Linked DNA regions of Ovis aries: region 2 is linked to region 1. Evidence: chromatin contacts called from public Hi-C data. All regions are on one chromosome and are shown on one strand. The core of a region is the stretch at or near the end of the contact, and the rest is flanking DNA. Distances in the headings are between cores, read along the strand shown. Region 1 has its middle 200 kb from the start of NAMPT. Region 2 overlaps PRKAR2B (protein kinase cAMP-dependent type II regulatory subunit beta).

What was found. Hi-C and Micro-C count contacts between places; a contact is called where the count stands out from the background.
Region 2: a Hi-C map of blood shows a contact between it and region 1, with 6 times the contacts expected there. The contact joins two enhancer-like sites. A contact is called at or near these places in 8 of 16 Hi-C or Micro-C datasets (blood, hypothalamus, liver and 3 more).

What each region holds. Positions count from the first base shown.
Region 1 is chr4:49,080,038-49,085,292 of ARS-UI_Ramb_v3.0, forward strand. No RefSeq gene overlaps it. Among named protein-coding and RNA genes, the nearest start is that of NAMPT, 200 kb to the left of the region's middle. Within about 2 kb of position 3,519, at least 11 of the 54 cell types and tissues checked have an H3K27ac peak or open chromatin away from gene starts, as enhancers often do.
Region 2 is chr4:49,765,047-49,770,390 of ARS-UI_Ramb_v3.0, forward strand. It overlaps PRKAR2B (protein kinase cAMP-dependent type II regulatory subunit beta), which reads left to right. Exons shown (of 11, transcript XM_027968589.2): 7 at 2,187-2,288; 8 at 3,884-3,958. Among named protein-coding and RNA genes, the nearest start is that of HBP1, 17 kb to the right of the region's middle. Within about 2 kb of position 2,620, at least 3 of the 54 cell types and tissues checked have an H3K27ac peak or open chromatin away from gene starts, as enhancers often do.

The DNA of each region.
Region 1 (5,255 bases), core at 2,269-4,768:
TTGTATGGAAACACAAAAGAACCCGAATAAACAAAACAATCTTGAGGGAGATTTTGTCTAATACTTTTATAGTGCTTTCATTTCTAGTATCTCCATGCATTTCTGGCTGGTTTGCCACTCACTCTAACCTGACCACACCTTAGACTAGCAGAGGTATGGATTTTTTCCTGTTTGTTTCCTACCAAGAAGTTCCTACTTCTACTGACAATGACTCTGGGCATGGATCTTTGCACTCTGCTCCTGATCAAGTCAATCCCCTCTGGATGTGACGCTGCTGGTTTTCACAGTCAGTTCTACTCTAGAAAAGCTGTGTTTCTCACCAACTGAGCTGGAGGGGATGGAAGCAGCCCCAGGCAAGAAGGCTGTAAACTCCCACTGTTCTTATTCAAAGTACTAGCAGTTTTTCCTGAATACATGTTTCTTGAATTGTTGTTTGCCTGTGGTTAACTTTTAGAGCCCTTAAGTCATCAGTTTCTGATATTTTTCCACCAATGCTATATTTGTTTTGTGGAGAGAGAATTTTCTAATCTGTTCCCAATAGTTGGAAGTTCTGCCTCTGAAGGTATTTTTACCATAGTTATTAAATCAATATTCTGAGTATAAATATAATATATAAATATATAAATGCTTTTATATCTGAAGTAGATAGTAAACTGTGCTTATTTTACTGTTCACTTCTTAGAGTTAAAAAAATGCCTCATGTTTTCCTGGGTTCCTCAAGGAAAAGAAATTCAGTCCCCTAGAAATTAATCTTGTAGAGGAAGTGAGAGCTTTCCTGAAAACTGTTTCATTTGTGAAGATTAAAAGTACTTTGTAACTGGAAAAAAAAAGAGAAAGAAATGCCTCATATTTTCACTTGAGTAGATTAAATCTCCCCAGGACATCACCTCAATAAACAAATAAGTCAGATAAACTATCACTTCTTTTTTTCCTCTGGAGATATTCTTTTAGAGTCCTTCATTCCTCCATTCCAATATTGACTATTATATTTCAGGTCTGCTGTACAGCTATTATTCTAAAATTCTCTTTCATTTCATTGAGCACATTGTTTCCGGGGTTAAATGTCTATCTTGAAGGTCATGTAAAATAGTGATCTAAACATAGTCTCTGGAGTTAAACTGCTGAGTTCAGACTCTAGCTCTGTATTATTAGTTGTGCCACCTTGGAGACATTGCCTGTCTATGCCTCAGTTTTCCTACCTATAAAATCATTGTGAAAAGAACAGTACTTCCCTCATTCAGCTGTCCTCAAGATCAAATGAGCATGTATATAAATATGTATAAGTACTGCTGATGCTGCTAAGTCGCTTCAGTCTTGTCCGACTCGGTGTGACCCCATAGACGGCAGCCCACCAGGCTCCGCCATCCCTGGGATTCTCCAGGCAAGAACACTGGAGTGGGTTGCCATTTCCTTCTCCAGTGCATGAAAATGATAAGTGAAAGTGAAGTCGCTCAGTTGTGTCGGACTCTTAGCGACCCCATGGACTGCAGCCCACCAGGCTCCTCCATCCACACGATTTTCCAGGCAAGAGCACTGGAATGGGGTGCCATTGCCTTAGCTACTATCATTTGGGTGAATTAGCTATTGGTGAAGCATGTGGAGTTTTGGGGGAAATGTCTGAATGGGTAATTTTTGAAACACTGCATAGCTAAAAGTTCTTCTAACACTTGGTTATCTGATTGGGTATAGGATTTTAGGTTGAAAATTATTTGTCCTCAAGATTTTAAAGGCATGGTGCTATTGGTTTGTACCTTCTGATAGTTCTCGGTATTCTCATCCTTTGTGTGTGTTTTTTTTTTTTTTTTTGAAACTTTTACAAATGTTTTATTCTTGGCCTTTGACATTTCATTCTGATGTGCCTGGAAGTATTTCTTCTTTTATTCATTGTGTTGGCTACTCCACTGACTCATCACACTAAGAATTTTTCTCCTGTTATATCCTTGATAATTTATTCCTCTGTCCTCTCTTTCTGTTCAGACTTCCTGAAACACATACTAAATAAAGACTGGACCTCAGGGACTGATCTTTTTACTCCTATTGTCCCTGTTTAAATTTTTTTCACCTTCATTCTGGAAGGGTTCTCTTCCAATCTTTCTATTGAATTAAAAAAAAATCTGCTATCAATGTCTTTCTTTTATAAGAGTTCTTTTAAAAAATGTTTTCTTGGGGTATAGTTGATTTGCAATGCTGTGTTATTTTCTACTATACAGCAAAGTGAGTCAGTTATACGTATACATATATTCACTCTTTAGATTTTTTTCCTATATAGGCTATTACAGAGTATTTAGCTGAGTTCCCTGGGCTATACAGGAGATTCTTACTAGTTAATCTACTTTATATACAGTAGTTCTTTCAAATTTTCTATAATTTTGTTTTGTTTCATGGATGTAATATCTCATCTTTCTGAAGATATAAATTATATATATATATTTTGTTTCCCCTCCTTTTCCATGAATTATCTGAGCTTTGTTCTGAGTTCCTCCTTTTTATTTATTTTTTTTTTCTGTTGCTTTTGTATGTACAGAGCCTTCCAAATTGGAAGATTTCTCAAATACTTGGTGATCTTTGGCTCTCCTTTGTCATGTAAGAGTGTGGTACAAAAACAAAAATATCAGAGAGGGCAAGACTTGCTGACTGCAGAGCAAAGGAACTTTTCTATTAATGTGTTTCCAAAATATTAATAGAGATCTTTTCTTTGAGGCTAATCAGTGCCACAATAGCTTAGCTAGGAAAGGCTAGGTTAGCTGCAGTAGTAAGTAAAAATTACAAAAACAAAGTCTCCATGACTTAACACAGTAAGTATTCACCATTTCCACTACATGTTCAATGGAGATTGGTAGTGAGCTTGACTCCCAGTCCACAGTAACTCCAAATCATCTGACGATGCCACTATTTCATCAGGAAACTTCAAGTGTTTGTCACAGCAGGGGAAAAGAAAGCATGGGAAAGGATGCATTGGCTCTTGAATGGTTCCACCCAGAAGTAACACACAAGATTTCTTCTCATTTGACATTCACTAAAACAAACCATATGTCCACTAACTTCAATGAGTGGGAAAGTACAGTCCTCCCAAGTGCCCAGAAGGGAAGAACCGGCAATACTGGGGAGCAGCACGCATGTTTACCGCACTGGCATGGTTACTCCCTTAAGAAAACCTTATCCTTCATGTCCCCCAAACACTGAACCTCCACTTGCCTGTCTTAGAAGTAATCTCCCTTTTCCTCCCCCCGCACCTTGTTGAATACAATATGTTGACCAAATTAAACAGAACTCATGAAAACCTAGATGTAAACAAGAGAAGGATTCATCTGTTTACGAAACTTCCTACAGGAGCGAGAAAGTCACAGCAGGCTTTCAATTTTTCTTCTTCCATCACCCTGTGTCTTCGTAAGATCACTCCCAATCTCATGACAGGACCAGCTGAGAGAGGAAACCAGATGGAACTGAAGGTAGCAGCAAACAGAGTTATAGTTTGGAGTTGGCTGTGGCTGGCTTCCAAGGGACTAGTTTTGCAATTTATTATTAACGTTGAGCAGCTACACATGAAAGGGAGTTGAAGCTGGCCAAAGAGGCTCTCCTAATAGCAAAGTCTTTTAAGACCCAGAGTCATGAACTACAGCCTGCAGGTTCCCAGGCAGTGATGGTAAAATTCAGGTTTTCTGAGCAAAAGCGATTAAGATTCTTCGGGGATAGAGAAGAGTTCAAATTTGAAGGCAACTCCCTCTCAAAGCGTGCATCATCCTGGACAGTGAACAGGTCCCAGGCATCACTGTTTTGAAATACTAGACACAAAAGTGATTGCAAACCAGGTAAAAACTGTCTCCCAACGTTCATGAAAAGATTGTAAAACCAATCTGTTTTTCTGCCTCTGGTTCCAAAGAAACTAACTGCTGAGGATGCACATAAATGGTGTCTGACTCACTGTTTCCTTCCTTAATTCCATTGGATGTTGAATTAATAAACAACCACAGATATTCACTCAAGCTAAAATTAGCCTTCTTGTCAGAAAACACTGACTTGTTCCAAGATTAGGAGCTAGCCTGGCCAGCAAACAAGTGACTGCCTCAGCTTTGTTCTCTGAACCCTCTGAGTATAGGGCACCCCAGATTCATTCCCCATTATGGATGGAGAGTCACAGACAAAGCTCCTAGGCTACTGCTGGGCCTCCAGACAGGGCCTTCTGGCACACATCCTCCTCCTGGTCTCTGAACAGCACAGACCCACTGCTCTGTGAACCTGCCACCATGCCGAAGTCTTCAACCACCTTTGCTGGTGGGGTAGTTTAGTTGCTAAATCATGTCCAACTCTTTGCGATCCCATAGACTGTAGCCCAGGATTTCTGTCCATAGGATTTCCCAGGCAAAAATACTGGAGTGGGTTGTCATTTCCTTCTCCAAACCACCCCTGGATTGCAGTGTAAAAGGTGCCATTTATATCATTAAGTTATCATACGGTACAGCAGCTGATTTGCTAACTGAGGTCCTCACATTGATCAGTCATTGGATGCTGGCCACCAGAGGGAGGGGCACAATCTTGGAGGAGGCAGCTGATTGCAGATGGGACAATCCCTCCAGATGTTGATGACTGAGGGCTGCTGGCCCACAGCACTCCTAGGAGCTGGGACCTTGAGTCCTTATCGAAAGGGGATCTGGGAAATGCATCCCAGAGCCTAACACAGCTATTTCAAATCCTTTCTCCCTGCAGACTCTCCAGTCAGAGTTCAAACTTCTTCAAATATCTGCCCCAGATTCACTTGGTCCACAGTTTTCAGATCAATGTCACTTGCCCTCAAACTCTTCATTCTTTTCCAAAGGCCTTCCTTTATTTCTGATTTGTCACACTGGCTCATGTCTATCTATCCCTATGAGTAAGTTTTATTCTACATTTATGTTGATGTTCACTTAGTAACCTTCCTCCATGGTTTTAAATAGCCAGCCCTTGTCTATGAAAACAATCAGGCTTCAAGTAATGAAATATTTGCTGGACATATCCAACTTTTCATTAGAACATGCTTTCATTGTGTGACTATGTGCTCTATAAGGAGAAAACTAGACTGATGCTTTGAACTTTCCATCCTGAAGAATAAAGTCCCACTGACTCATCATCAAAGAATTTTGGAATTCTCTTCTGGTTGTAGGGATTGGTTGACATGAGAACCATGAGGACACTTCCTCTCCTGCCTCTGACAATCAAAAGCACACTTGATTGGCATGGCTAACAAAGGATAAAGGTGATTGAGAACACAGTTTCTCTGT
Region 2 (5,344 bases), core at 1,370-3,869, 680 kb after region 1:
CTTAGAAACCTTTTTGAAAAAAACACAACAACTGATTCCAAATGCAGAGCCAGGCTTGCAAATTATTTCAATAATTTTACTTGTTATCTTGAAAATTTTTTCTTTTTTAAAAAATGATTGAGTGCAAGTCCAAATCACAGCCCTTATAAAATTATAGTAGACTAAATTAGAGAACAGGATGTTTAATTTCCTAGATACTTACATCCACACTGGCATTTTTCTCTATCCTGTCGGTTCATTTAAATTCCTTAATATTTGTCCTAGTAATCTATTAATTAAAGAACATATCCCTATTAATTTTATTTTGTATTAAAAGAGTATAGTTGTTGATCAGTGTATGCCAAACTAACATAATTCTGAGAGCTCTTCACTGAGAACTAATAGAATGTTTTGTAGGAATTTTTAAAATGTAAAATTTGTAGGAAGACCATTTTTTGAGCCATTACCTATAAAGTTTTCCCTCGTTCCTCAATTCAGTGTTGGAACCTTGGGGTTAAGTAGTATAAACATAGGAACATTTGAGGGCAGTGAACATGATAAACACTGGAATCAAAGTCTACTCACGAAAGCTGTAGTTTCTCTGTGCACAGTTTTAAAAAAGAAAACTGATATGTGGATGTGACATAAAATCCTAGAGTCAGTAATTTTTCAAGCTCTCTTTACATTGTAACTGCATGATTTAAAAACATTTTCTAACACTACTGGTTTCCATGTTTTTTTTTTAACTGCAGCCCACAAGAAACATGAGGACATGTCAAACCTCTGCATGTGTGTGTGTGAGCTTTTGTGTATAACGGAAACATACATATAACAACACCTTACTAAAAGGGATGCACACCCAGGTTTTCTGTTTTGTTTTTTAAATAAAAGGCTGGTCATGGGTGAAGGGGGTCAAAAGGTACAAACTTCCAGTTAAAAATACATCCTAGGGACGTAACGTACAGTATGGTGTCTGCAGTTAATACTACTGTATTGTATAGTTGAAAGTTGCTATGAGAGTAGATGTTTAAAGTTTGCATCACAAGAAAAAGAATTCTGTGACTATGGTGACAGATGTTAACTACTTATTGTAGTGATCATTTCACAACAGATACAAATACTGAATCATTATGTCCTACGCCTGAAACTAGTATGACGTATGCCAGTTATACCTCAAAAAGAAAAAAACGCTTACTTCACTCTGTATAATCGGCTCCAGTCTCATCCACCTCATCAGAGCTGATTCAAATGTATTCTTCTTAATGGCTGAGTAATACTCCATTGTGTATATGCACCACAGCTTTCTTATCCATTCATCTGCTGATGGACATCTAGGTATGGGGAGGGAGGTGGGAGGGGGTTCAGGATTGGGAACACATGTACACACGTGGCGGATTCATGTTGATGTATGGCAAAACCAATATAATATTGTAAAGTAATTAGCCTCTAATTAAAATAAATTTAAATTTTAAAAAATTAAAAAAAAAAAAAAAGCTCGACACTTCCCACTGAATTTTAACACTTGAGGGCTGTTATCTATAACAGAAGAACTCAGTACTAGTTTGAACTCATAAAAACTGAGTAGAATGTTGGTCGCCAGGGGTTGGGGGTGTAATTATTAAAAGGAATATGTTCTGAAGATCCAGTGTACCTGATTATAGTTAACAATACTGTCAATATATATTTGAAAGCTGCCAAGAGAATAAATCTTAAATGTCACCACAAAAAAAGAAATGACAATTATTTGTGGTACTAAGTAATTCTACTGTGGTAATAATTTTACAATATATAAGTATATCAAATCAACATGTTGTCTACCTTTAAACAATATTACAAGTCAATTGTATCTCAAAAAGCTGAGGAGAAAAATAAAAAAGCAGCTGGTATTTCTTTAATAGTGCAACAGCGCCACCTCGTGGGTTAGTCCACTAGTTACATGTTGGTCAGATCTCTGTTCTTAATTAAAAGTAAACTGTTGCTTTCCTTCAAAAGCATGAAAATAACATTTTATATGGTTCTATATTTATGCTTAAGGAAATAAAAATCTGAAATGAGTTGTATTAGAAGTATAATATTAATCTTTTATTTTTAAAATCTTCAATTATTGTTTGTTTCTTACAGGGAATAAATGAAACTATCTCTTCAAACTTTCTTTCCTCATAAAGTCTACCTTTTAATTGTCTTCATATTTGATATTCTGCCTTTAGGACAGGGTAACCTTCAGGAGGATAATTGTAAAAAATAATGCCAAAAAGAGAAAAATGTATGAAAGCTTTATCGAGTCACTGCCATTCCTTAAATCTTTGGAAGTAAGTATATGTTTCTGCTTTTATTTTGCTTTAAAAGCTTCTGTTTTGTTAGGAATGCTTAGCTTTGTAGAGGGTTTCTTTGAATAATAATCTATCCATATTTTCACTTAAAAAGATTACATTGTTTTAATAGCTTAGTATTTCTTCCACTGCCTGTAACTATCTATTTTGTTATTTACACATAATAGACTCCTGGGAGCAGCTACAGCAGATTTACATGAGGTCTCTTTCTAAAAGCAGACTTAAACTAATCACATAAATGTAGGCAGTAGCCTTTACAGGAAGAGGCTATCTAAATACAGAATGTCCTCACTGGCCTCTCCTTCCTTATTCCTTTCCTTTTAAAATTGGCATCCCAAGGTGTCTCTTTCTTGTTTGCAGTCTGCACTTATTCCCGTGCTGTACTTGTCAAGTCCCCTGGCTTTAAATGGCTATTATGTCAATGCCTCTTAAAATTGACATCACTGTGCAAGGCCCCACCCTGGAAGCCAGGCTTGTTTATCTGACTGCATATTTAGCATTTCCTCTGGGACATCTAAAAGATATCTCAAACGGACATGTCCCAAACATCCTTCCTTCTCTTCCCCACCTGAGTGATAGCAATACCATCCTTCCAGCCTCTTGGCCAGAATCCTTGAGGTTGACAGACCTACCTGCTGTCATGCCCCTGTGTTGGCTTGTCAGTATTCACCTGGTAGACATTCGGGCCTCATTTCAGAATGCATATCGGGCAGCTCATCTTCTCCACCAGCAGATCTGTCTAAGTAAAAATAGGTCAGAGTTGGAAATTCAAATGCCTTCAGAGCTAGGCAAGTAACAAAGAAGAAAACCAAGCCAGGATGGGACTTTGGTAAACTGGAGAGCATGTGCTCCATCTTAGGAAACGGCTGTTAGTGCACCAGAGTTTATTTGTGACACAGGAAAATATAGGCTGAGTGTTGCTGACAGTTCTGATTTTTCAAGAGAAGCTGGAAATTCAAGTTTTTATGAAAAATTTGTTAAAAATGCTGGCAAGTAATTTATATAATGGGGCTTCCTTGATAGCTCAGCGAGTAAAGAATCTGCCTACAAATGCAGGAGACACAGGAGACATGGGTTCAATCCCTGGGTTGGGAAGATCCCCCTGGAGTAGGAAATGGCAACCCACTCGAGTATTCTTGCCTGGTAAAATCCATGGACAGAAGAGCCTTGTGTCCATGGAGTCACAAAGAGTTGGACACCACTGAGCGATTGTGCTTTTTATATTATTTAGGTTTATTAATATAAACACACACATAAACACACACATTGCTCAGTTTATTTGGCCTGTAGGCTACCATTTTTAAGCCCATGAAATAATTAAGATTTACCTGATTAGTTTGTTTCATACAGTTGTTCATCCGTTTCCAAGGGATTGATTCTAGGACCTTGGTGGATACCAAAGTCTGCAGATGCTCAAGTCCGTTACAGCAGACCCTCCGTGGCCCTGGGTTCCACATTTGTGGGTATGGAGGGGCAACTCTATATTTACTGGAAAGAATCTGTAGATAAGTGGACTGTGCACAGTTCAAACCCATATCGTTGAGGGGTCAACTATTATCTTTTTTCCTTTATAGGTTTCTGAACGCCTGAAAGTGGTAGATGTGATAGGCACCAAAGTATACAACGATGGAGAACAAATCATTGCTCAGGTATAATACTTTTTATGGAGCTCAGTTTGAGGTTATTTTCCAAAAGATTCTTATGTATTCTAAGTCTTAATAACATTTTCATGTATCCATAATTAGTATGTAGTGATGGATTAATATAATTATTTCCTGCCAGATCTATTAAAAATGGCTTAATTCATAGCCATCAAGCTATCTGACTGTTTTTTTTAAATTAAATCTTAAGGAATATATATTAAATCATCCAATGGATTTAGGCATAATTTTATGTTTGTACCAGACATGAAGGTCACATGTATATAGAGAATTAAGATGTCATTTGTAAGAGGGGGAAAAAAACTAGTAATCGTTCCATAAGATTTATTAATAAGGACCCAGAAGGTGCATTGGAAGGTGTAAAGTTCTGCACAATCGGTTCATTGGTGAAACCCCCTCCTGGTGAAATTAACCAAGAAGGGGACATGTTGCTCCATGTACTTCACTGGCTGCCGGGCACTGAGGGGGCCAGCGTGCTCTTGAACCCATAATGCTTTTCTCAAATCCCATTTAGAACCTGAAGCAATACACACACATATTGGTTAGAACAGACCTACCCAGAAGTAGGATTTATAGAGACGGTTAGAGTTTACAGGTAAAAGCATATCGATGATACTACTAACTTGCTAGTTATAGTATGAAGCATTGACTGCATGCTTTAAACAGGTTTTTTAGGGACTTCCCTGGTAGTTCAGTAGTTAAGACTTCACCTTCCAAAGCTAGGGGTGCAGGTTCAATCCCTGGTTGGGGAGCTAAGATCCCACATGCCTCATGGCCAAAAACCCAAAACATTAAAAAAAAAAAAACAGAAGCAGTTTATAGCAAATTGAATTTGTAACATATTCAATAAAGACTTAAAAAAAACAGGTTTTTAACAAATTGGGTAATTTTCCTATCAATATTATACTACATTGTAATATTTATCTAAAATATTGTCTCTTTTCATACATGTGAAACAAGAGTCAAGGTCTGGGAGGCTGAGAAAAGAATTAGTTTAGAAGGCAGATAAACAGGTAAATCAGTCAGTCTTCCCCCACTGCCACCCCCAGTCTGTCACATTAGAGAACAAGGCTGAGATTCCATGATACAAACCGAAGATCTGCAAAGCATAGAGCGCTTTTGAAATGACTTTTCCCAATTATTTTGAAATAATTACAGATTCACATCATACTGCAAAAAAAAAAGAAGTCCCATGTGCTCTTGACCCAGTCTCTCCCAGTGCATTTTGTATCACTAGTACAACATCAAAACTAGCAAACTGACATCGACACAACCAACAGAACTTAACTCATTAGTTTTACATGCAATTTGAGCATGTTTTAAAAATGACATTACATGGCAGTTGATAGACCTTTTATGATTAAAGACACTTGA